Regions from separate parts of the Hordeum vulgare genome. Here region 1 is linked to region 2. A link is a contact called in public Hi-C data. All regions are on one chromosome and are shown on one strand. The core of a region is the stretch at or near the end of the contact, and the rest is flanking DNA. Distances in the headings are between cores, read along the strand shown. Region 1 has its middle 14 kb from the start of LOC123403917. Region 2 has its middle 350 kb from the start of LOC123405501.

Region 1 (5,130 bases), core at 2,560-5,059, 780 kb before region 2:
TGGCTATCACAAAGTAAAGTGCATAAGTAAAGGGTTCGGGTAAGAGATAACCGAGGCACACGGAGACGATGATGTATCCCGAAGTTCACACCCTTGCGGATGCTAATCTCGGTCAGAGCGGTGTGAAGGCACAATGCTCCCCAAGATGCCACTAAGGCCACCGTAATCTCCTCACGCCCTCGCACAATGCAAGATGTCGTGATTCCATTAAGGGACCTTTAAGGGCGGTCACCGAATCCGTACAAATGGAAAACCTTGGGGGCGGTCACCGGTACCCGTACAAATTACTCGGGGCAATCTCCACAACCTAATTGGAGACCCCGACGCTTGCCCGGAGCTTTACACCACAATGATTGAGCTCCGAGACACCACCAAGCTTCTAGGACGCCAAAGCATCCACAAAGAACAATATCTAGGGTACTAAGTACCAAAGGTAATAAGCTTCTCAAACTTCACTTCCACGTATCACCGTGGAGAACTCAAACCGATGCAACTAATGCAATGGCAAGAACACACGAAGTGGATAAGTCCCTCACACTCAAATCCCTCCACAACAAAAAAACTATGGAGAAATATGAGAGGAAGAACAAGGAGCTCGCAAAGAACTCCAAGATCAAGATCCAAGTGGTTCCCCTCACATAGAGGAGAAAGTGATTGGTGGAGATGTGGATCTAGATCTCCTCTCTCTTTTCTCTCAAGAACAAGCAAGAATCATTGGAGGGATTGAGAGTTAGCAAGCTCTAAGAAGGTCAACAATGGGGGAAGAACATGAGCTAAAGAGATAAGGTTCAATGGGGAAGAAGACCCCCTTTTATAGGTGGGAAAAAATCCAATGGTTAAACCTCACAGCCTGCACAGAGCGGTACTACCGCTCGGTAGGTTCACCAACCATGCTGAGGCCACGAAAAACAGTCCGATGGAGCGATACTACCGCTCCTGGAGCGGTACTACCGCTAGGGAGCGTTAGTAAAAAATTACTACCACTCCGGGGGCGGTACTACCGCTACACGAGCGGTACTACCGCTCGCACGAGGAGCGGTACTACCGTTGCATACTAAAACTGTTGTAACTTTCGCATACGGACTCCGAATTCAACGAAACCAAGTTTTTTTGGAAAGCTAACGACATGGACTAACACAATATTGATAGAAATATCAATAAGAATCAAGTGAGTAAAGTATCATAAGAAAATGGTGAGAACCCTTCTTCGAATAAGACCGGTAAAAACTCCCAGCATCGAAAACATCGTAGAAGATGCATATGGACTCTGTTTTCGATGAACTCGAGCGTGTCATGACGATGACAATAAGCTCTAAAACTCACAAAGAGAAATACCAAACAAGAACCAAGAAGTATGATGCAAGGATGAAATTGGTTTGAGCTCTCAATGAACGATACGATCAAGCTACTCACTTGAGAGCCCCCCTTGACAGTACGACAATGTATCCTAAAACAGAAAACCTTGTACGCTTGTACGCTCTTGATCCCTCTCGGTACATCTTGTACACTTTGTGTGTTGATCATCTTGATTTACTCTTTGTGTGACGATCTTGATCAACCGTGTGTCTCTATGACCATTCTTTGGATAATACCTTGAATACCACATTGGTCATCATATAAACTCCTTGAACCCAACAGATGGACTTCAAGAAGTGCCTATGGACAAATCCTATAAATATAACTTAAGGCAACCATTAGTCCATAGGAATTGTCATAAATTACCAAAACCACATATGGAGATATATGCTCTAACAATCTCCCCCATTTTGGTAATTGATGACAACCACTTCAAGAGAGTTTATATAAGGAAATAAGCATAACCAAGCGCACACATACAAAGCAATAATGCATGCGTGCAAGATGGAAATGCTTATGCAATAAAAGCAAAACCCTCTAAACATATCCAAAGTAAACTCTCTAAACTTCTCCCCCATTGGCATCGATTGCCAAAATGGACGAAAAGTTTAGAAAGCCAATATATTTGGTGGTCCTCCAAAAAGTGTATACTTCTCAACAAATGAGTGCAAAGAAATACACAAATACTATGATAAGTAGTTGGAGGAAAAAAAAACTATATTGATGACCCAAAGATTGCAAATAAAAGGATCGTATGCCACAAAGACATACAAAAATAGAGGCAAGCAATCAAAAGATACCAGATGGAACAAACAACCATATGGTCCTTCGAACCACATGAATAAAAGATATTATGATAAAGGCAACAGAGTGTTTCATCAAAACTAGAGAAGCTCCCCATGATCTGTGCACTAATAAGAGATTTTTGTATTTGATACAAGTGCACAAAATAGGATCGTTACTCCCCCAAAATTAATAAAAACACACAACGAGTGTAAGGAGATAAATGAGACAATAATCATATCACTTGCACAAAACAAATGGCTGAGCAACATGTAAAATAAGCAACTTAAGAATAGGCTCAACCAAAATAATGTGTGTTAGTCATGGCAAAGCACTTCAGAAGACTAAGATAAGGATGAGCATTACTCATCAATACAGTCTTGATAAAATGAGACACAAAGTGCAAGACATATCATTCCCCCACACACATATACTAGAAAATAATGAATTTGAGAGTTTATATAAGGAAATAAGCATAACCAAGCGCACACATACAAAACAATAATGCATGCGTGCAAAATGAAAATGTTTACGCAATAAAAACTCGTTCGCGCTTCCAAATTTGTTCACATTTTTCTAAAATTGTTCTTCAAAATTCTAAAAATATTTGTGCTTTAAAATTTGTTCATGGTTTTTCAAAATTGTTCTCCTTTTCAAAATTTTCTTCTCAAGATTCAAAAAATGTTCGTGCTTTAAAAAATTGTTGGCGCTTCCAAATTTGTTCACGTTTTTAAAAAATTTCTCAGTTTAAAATAAAATGTTCATGCTTTAAAAATTTATTCATGTTTTCAAATTTGTGTGGGGTTTTTCAAAATTGTTCTCCTTTTTAAATTTTTGTTCTGAAAATTAAAAAACTGTTCGTGTTTTAAAAATTATCCGCGCTTCCAAATTTGTTCACATTTTTTAAGAATTGTTTACTCAAGTTATAAAAATGATTTTGTCTCACATAAAAAAAGGAAAACAAGAAAGTAAAGAAAAACAAAAAAAATAAAAAAAACAGAGAAGAAAAAAGGTAATAGAAAAAAAAACTGAACCGGCCCAATCGGGTTGCTGCTTGTGCGGCGCTGGGGCTCTCTACCGCAATAAGCGGCAGGTAGTAGCTCCCACTATTTTTCGCCTTACGCGAGCGAACTTCGACGAATCACATAAGGCGTTCCCCGACAAGGCCGTCCTAGTTAGACTGGCCGGTTCGATCGCTTCTCCTATTCTCCTCCGTCAAACTGTCATTTCTCCTCTCCTCCCCTCCTCCCTCATGTTCGAGTAAATTGCAAAGTAGTACAATTGGGGCATTGGAAGCAGATTAGTAATTTTTTACTTGTTAGTAACAATTTTGGAGCGATACGTTGCAAAATAGGCTAAAACCGTTGTTAATACGTATTGACGGTATATCGGACCGACGGGACCCGCTTGTCAGATGCCAACGTGACAAGTTTTTGCAAAAAAAACCTTTACTTTATACATAATCATATAAATGTCCTTTATTTTGCAGGAAAAATGATCCTATGAAAGATTTTTTTATTCGTAATTTTCAAACACATAATCGGACACTTTTGAATGTTTTTTCGTCGAATGGAACAATTAAATAAAAGAAACCAAAACCGCCGTCCAGGGGACTAAAACCCGCCAAGTATAGAGGCGAGGCATGACGCCCTAGCTACCACGCCACGTCGACCCTGGTGTTAGAACACATGCGTGGTCTCTTTTAGCTATTAATATATGGGCCGGTAACTGGGGCTGCGAGGCCTGCTTTGTTTTTCTGCTTCGCGTTTTAATGGGGCTTGTTTTTTGCCCAGGTTCTTTTTACAAACGCTGAACATTTTTTTAATATAATAATATTTTGGTAATATATGATGAACATATTTTAAGAGGAAATTGACAATTTTTATAACATATGTTGAACAATTTTTCTAATATATGATAAACATTTTAAATAGTGCATGGTGAACTTTTTGTTTTGACAATGTGTATTTGAAAAAATGTTCAGAAATGTAGATATGAAGAATAAATTTTTGTAATAGTTGATTATACAGTTATATCTAAAAGCATAAGCAATTTTCTTAAAATATGATGAACATTTTTACATATTATTGTGTAAAATCATTTTGCATTTTAAGAAACACCTTTTTTATAAAAGTTGAACAATTTTGATGGATTTATAAAATTTATGATAACTAAACAAATATTTTTAATATGTTTCATCAACTTTTGAAGTAATTGTGTGTTTCTAAAAATGTCTGTTGGGCATATATTTTTATTACTTTTGCGTATATTGAAAATATAATGAGGATACACAATATTTGTATCGATTCCCGCAGCGTCGCAACATATAAATAGCATTTTTTAATAATTGCGTAATATAATAGTTACATATAATTTTTTAAACAGTAATTCAGCGCACGCAGCCTTGCTGGGCTGAATCAACTGGCCCAACATGTACACACCACTATAAAGCAGATCTTGTAATGCATATCGCTCCGTGGTGTGTTAGTTCGACGCCTCGCCTCTTTAGGTGAGGTCGCGAGTTCGAGTATCGAAGCCTTATTTTGTTTAACATTTTTGATTGTTTCAATCGATGAAAACTTTATAAGAGTCCAATTCTGTGTTGAAAAATTGCGAACGAAAAGAAAATCTCTCATAGAAATTATTTTTTCGTAAAAATATATGCATTTATGTGATTACGTACAAACCAAGGTTTTTTTTGTGACAATCATGCCACGTGGGCACCTGACAGGTGGGTCCCGTCGGTTAGATACACTGTTAATATGTATTTATATGCGGTTTAGACCTTCTTGCAACGTATCGCCCCAAAGTTGGTACTAACCCGTAAAAATTATCAATCTTGGTACCAATCTAGTTCCAATGCCCCAATTGTGGTTCTTCTTTGCAATTTACTACCTTTTGTCCTCTCTTCCCGTAGAGCCGCAGCTGCGGTGACTGCTCCCGGTTGTGAAGGTGAGGGTTACCGTGGAAGTTTCGTGTCTGTGTGGTCGC
Region 2 (4,999 bases), core at 2,251-4,750:
CATTGCTATGCTTGTGCAACTTCGACTATCGTACTATCTGATTTAGCAGCAATGATAGGTCCATGGAGAGCTGGTCCTTGTTGTCCATGACAATGACAGTGCCCCCCTTCCCCTTATTACTTCCCCTTGCGGTGATCACCATTATTACTACAGAGGTATCAATCAACAGGGCAATATGGCTCCAGCATTAACTGCTCACTGTCGGAGCTGTTAGATGCACCCTCCGCATTCTCCCAATCCTCCTCTATGAGCGGCACGCGTCCAGCCAGCAAACTTGATGCTCGCCTTTGCTCCTTTTCAAACTTACTTGTCATTCTCGCTTGGTGCTTCGCGAGAATGCGCACATGTAGCACATGCTCAGTATTATCCTTCGGGACATTGTCGACAAGAGCAACATATCCAGATTCACCATAGCAAGGCTGACGCTTGCTGAATCACCAATCTAAGGACACATAAAGTACATTCAATTCAGAACTACATGTGCCACAGAATTGCCTAATGACCGATCTAAATACAGAGTGATAACTACAACAACATGGATAAGCCATCTATGCAATCAAAATATATCAAATAAGACCTGACTGAATGTTAAAAAAACCCGGATAGTACCAATTTGAAATCTTAATGTGAGATCCGTATATATTTTTTATCAGAACAAATATAACAAGATTGGTACATATTTCTCAAACCCCAACATGAATCCACACTCTCTCCGAACCTAGGATTTAAACAGTGCTACTACATGCATAATCAAAAATAGTAACCACCAGAACTAGATAGATCTTACCAATTTGAAACCATCGAATGGTATGTATGGTGCGCCGGGACTATTTACATGATCACAAGGATTGTTGGATCCTCCCTACATGGGGGTTGGCACTAACAGCCTACTTTCTGACCATCTTTGAATGAAATCGCCACTCAAGTTCGTCCATGTACTCATGAATAAACTCCTTTCATGGCTTTGGGGACATATTTGGCTTGTCGGCTATCGAGATTGAATCCTACACGGCGAAGGCACATGCATGCGGTGATCGGGAAGACGAGGATGCATGGCTGCAGGGAATAGGGGAACGAGGGGCAGCGGGTAGCAAGGCGATGAGTAATGCTAAATGGTCTCACGAAAAAAGGTTTAGAAGGCTAAATAGGAGGAAGCAAATGCCACGGGATACTCACACAATAGTCACAGAGTAATGGAGATCCAGGCCATCTAAAATTTTAAGTCAAGCCTTGCAAGTTTTCTGTTTGCAGTTAAGCGCCTAGTGAGCACACGCGACGACGTGCAGCTACGGCCCACAAGAGTGTATTGCACCAAATAGATGAGTGTGTCCATGCCACACCAAACTATCCAATATGTTGGTTGGATGCATCTACGATACCAACCAGTAGTTGGATATATCAGTCTGCCTCATTAACACAAAAGAAGGTGTGGCATAGAAACGCGTCTCGTCCGGCTCTATCACGCCAACCGAGTGGATGTGCTGTGTGTTTGTCACGGTGGTGGTTGGTCATCGGGGACGATCAAAGGCGTCAAATAGGAAGGCGTGCTAACGTGTATATTACATGTCTAACGGCAAGGCACGAAAGGAGGGGGTGAAGCGACGAAATAAGTGTTTTCGGGGGTTAGTGGGCGACATAAGATCCTTGAGGGGCCATTTAGTCAAAAGGATACGGGCGAGTGACCATGTTTCTTGCATCTAGTGCGATTTAGGGAATCCTCGCTGAAGGTTTGGGTGCCGCGAGTTGTGCCGACAAAGGTGCACAAAAAACAATAGCCTGGTGTTTAGGGTTTTTTCACGGTCCTCTTTTCATTTTTGCTTTCTTGTCTTACTTTTGTTTATACCTTGGAAAATATGTATAAATGTTGAATGTTGACCAAGCATATGAAAATGTCGAATGTGTATAGAGAAAATGTTCATCAGGTAAATGAAAAATGTATAAAAATGTAAAATATGTATGATACAATTTGATCATGTATATATGAAACAATTAATCAAGCATTTTAAAAAAGATGAAGAAACTATGGAAAAAGGGTAAGCAAGCATTAAAAAATGTTAAATGTGTATAAAACAATTCTGACCATGTATTAAAAAATGATGAGAAAACTGAGATCATGTATATAAAAGTATCAATCAAGCATTTGAAAAAAGGTTGAACAAGTATTTAAAAAATGGTAAATGTGTATAAAAGAAATGTTGAATATGTATTGAAAATATAATGCAATTTTTATCATAATTTTTATAAAGTAGTAATCAAGCATTTGAAAAAAGGTTTAAAGAATATTTGAAAAAATAATAATTAATCATTTAAGAAATGTTATTTATGTTTAGAAAATGTTAATCATGTGTTAAATTTTTTAATAATGCATATCAATATATTAATCGAGAACTTCAAAAATGTTAAATGTGCTCGCAAAAATGTTAAATATTTATTATAAATACTAATCTTGTACTTGGATAATCTTAATGAAGCATTTGACATTTTTTCAAAGGGTGTATAGAAAATGTACTGACTCTATATTCAAACATTGTTAATCTTGTATATGAAAATGTTAATAAATCATTTCGAAATATGTGTAAAAATGTTGACCATATTTAAACAAATATTAAATGTGTGTCAAAATAAAATGTTGTTAACGCACATGAGAACTGGAGAATAGAACCAGAAGAAAACAAAAAAAATTAACGGAAAAACAAAATTAAAAACAAATGTAAAAAAGAATTTAAAAAATTTAAAAACAAAGAAAATTAATGAAATTCAAGAAAGAAAGAAATAAAACCGAAGAAGGAAAGAGAAGCAAAAAAATCAATTTAAACCTACAGAAGCAAAAAAAAACAAATCACTAGAAACCGGGAAAGAAAGGAAGAAAACCGTGGAAGATGCTAAGAAAACAGAAAATAAATAAAAAGCAGTGAAAAAGCAAAGAGAATGAAAAACACATGGAACGAACCAACCCACCGGGTGGGCGGGCGAAGATCAAGGGGGAAAAACGAGATATAACTGGGCTAGCCCCGTCGCTACAACGCAAGGCAAAAAGCTTCACTCTACATTGTCGTATATGTCAAAATAAAGTGATCAGCATTTTCGGTATACACGTTCAACATTGTTCAAGCACTTATTCAACATTTTACGAAAACCTATTTAACATTTTCTAGTACTTATTCAACATTGTTAAAACACTTGTTCAACAATTTTTCAAATACAAGTTCAACATTTGTTTTCAAATGATGATTATTTTTTTATATACATGATCAATATTGTTTCAAATACCTATTCAATAGTATGCAAATACTTGCTCAAAAATTTCAAATAATTTTTCAACCTTTTCGAAATGTTTTAATAGAATAATTTTAGAGTCCGTACATTTGGAATATTTGAAATTCTAAACAAAGGTAGATAAACAGAAAATATTAAAAAAACGAAAACATGAGGTTATGACCTGCCGTGCTGGTGGTCGGGACATCTAGGTCCTTCCTCCAGCGATTACTCGCGTCATTTCCTATTTCGCGCCACCGGCAGCAGTTAACGTACATTATTATTAACTCGCATCTGTGGTGCTCTAACTGGACTGGTCCATGCAAGCGCTTGTGACATTTAAAAAAAACTTCTATAAACTTATTTGAATATCGACGAACTGTTTTTAAATTTCAAGAAACACTTTTGAAGATTGATGAACTGTTTTTAATATTGAAGAACATTTTTTAAATTTGATGAACATCTTTTGAAAATGGATGGACTTTGAAAACAATTATCAACTTTTTTACAATTCAACGAAGTTAGAAAAAAATGCATGAACTTATCTTAAATTTTTATGAACATTTTGAAATTTATTGAACTTTTTAAATATTGATTGAACTTTTCCGAAGTTGGATGAACTTTTTTTCATTTTCAATGAAATCTTTTTTCAACTTGATGACCTTTTCTCAAAATTGACCTTTGTTCAAGAAAATCAAATTTAAAATAGCCCCACATACTAGCAGCGCTGCAGGCGCTGGATCATTAACGGGCGCCCACACTAGAGTTGTGTCCAGTTTTTTTTTCTTTTTAATTTTCTTTGTTACGAAAACAATATAAAATCAAAATGATTTACAGATTACAATAAAGATTTTTTCATTTGATTTTTTTTTTCATATCTTTAAAAAAGGTACAATAATTTTGAGAAAAGTTAGTCACGTGGAAACTAATTTCACTGAAAATTTAAAACTAGTCAATGTATTTTTTTAAAAGATCACTGATCTAAAAAAAAGGTTCATAAACATTTAAAAGGTTCATCCATTTTCAGAATAATGTTCATCAAATTTCCAAAAAAGTTCATCAATATTCAAAAAAGTTCATCAATCTGAAAAAACATTCGTTGAAATTAAAAAAAATCATCTTATTCAAAAAAATTCATACAATTTTCGAAGAAAAAAGTCACAAACACCTATATGGCCCGGTGCAATTCGAATGCCACAGACGCCAATTAACAATTATACACGTTAACTTGCGCCTGTGATGCCAAATAGGAAATGCGTCCTAGCTGACGCTCGTTAGTGTCAAGCAGACAAAGGTTTCGATCAGATGCATGATCTCAACGGGCCGGCCCATTTGTTGGCGAGCAGATATATGATGAACAATTTTCCATATACACTGAACATTTTGTTTTGTGATATACGTTGAACATTTTTAGAATGTACATTGAACTTTTTATAATATAAGGTGAGCATTTTCCTAAAATACAATAAACAATTTTTAGTATGTCGTAAACTTTACATATAACACACATGAAAAACAGAAAAGTTACATGAAATAAAAAAACGAACGGAAAAGTAGACAAAAAATAATCAGAACAAATCTACTGAAAATCGCACAAAACATGTAACTGAAAGAAAAACTCCACAAAAGAAAAACTAAAAAAACGCAGAGAACAACGAAGGAAGCAGCAGCGAACCGAAAAGCAGGCGAATCCTATTCGTGGGCTGGCTCAAGCGGAGGTCGCCTCAGCAAAGGCACGACTTCT

What was found. Hi-C and Micro-C count contacts between places; a contact is called where the count stands out from the background.
Region 1: a Hi-C map of leaf shows a contact between it and region 2, with 4 times the contacts expected there. The contact joins two enhancer-like sites. A contact is called at or near these places in 2 of 6 Hi-C or Micro-C datasets (leaf and seedling).

What each region holds. Positions count from the first base shown.
Region 1 is chr6H:475,714,175-475,719,304 of MorexV3_pseudomolecules_assembly, reverse strand. No RefSeq gene overlaps it. Among protein-coding and RNA genes, the nearest start is that of LOC123403917, 14 kb to the left of the region's middle. Within about 2 kb of position 3,809, at least 2 of the 3 cell types and tissues checked have open chromatin away from gene starts, as enhancers often do. A contact at or near this core is called in leaf, where this site is marked.
Region 2 is chr6H:474,930,277-474,935,275 of MorexV3_pseudomolecules_assembly, reverse strand. No RefSeq gene overlaps it. Among protein-coding and RNA genes, the nearest start is that of LOC123405501, 350 kb to the left of the region's middle. Within about 2 kb of position 3,500, at least 2 of the 3 cell types and tissues checked have open chromatin away from gene starts, as enhancers often do. A contact at or near this core is called in leaf, where this site is marked.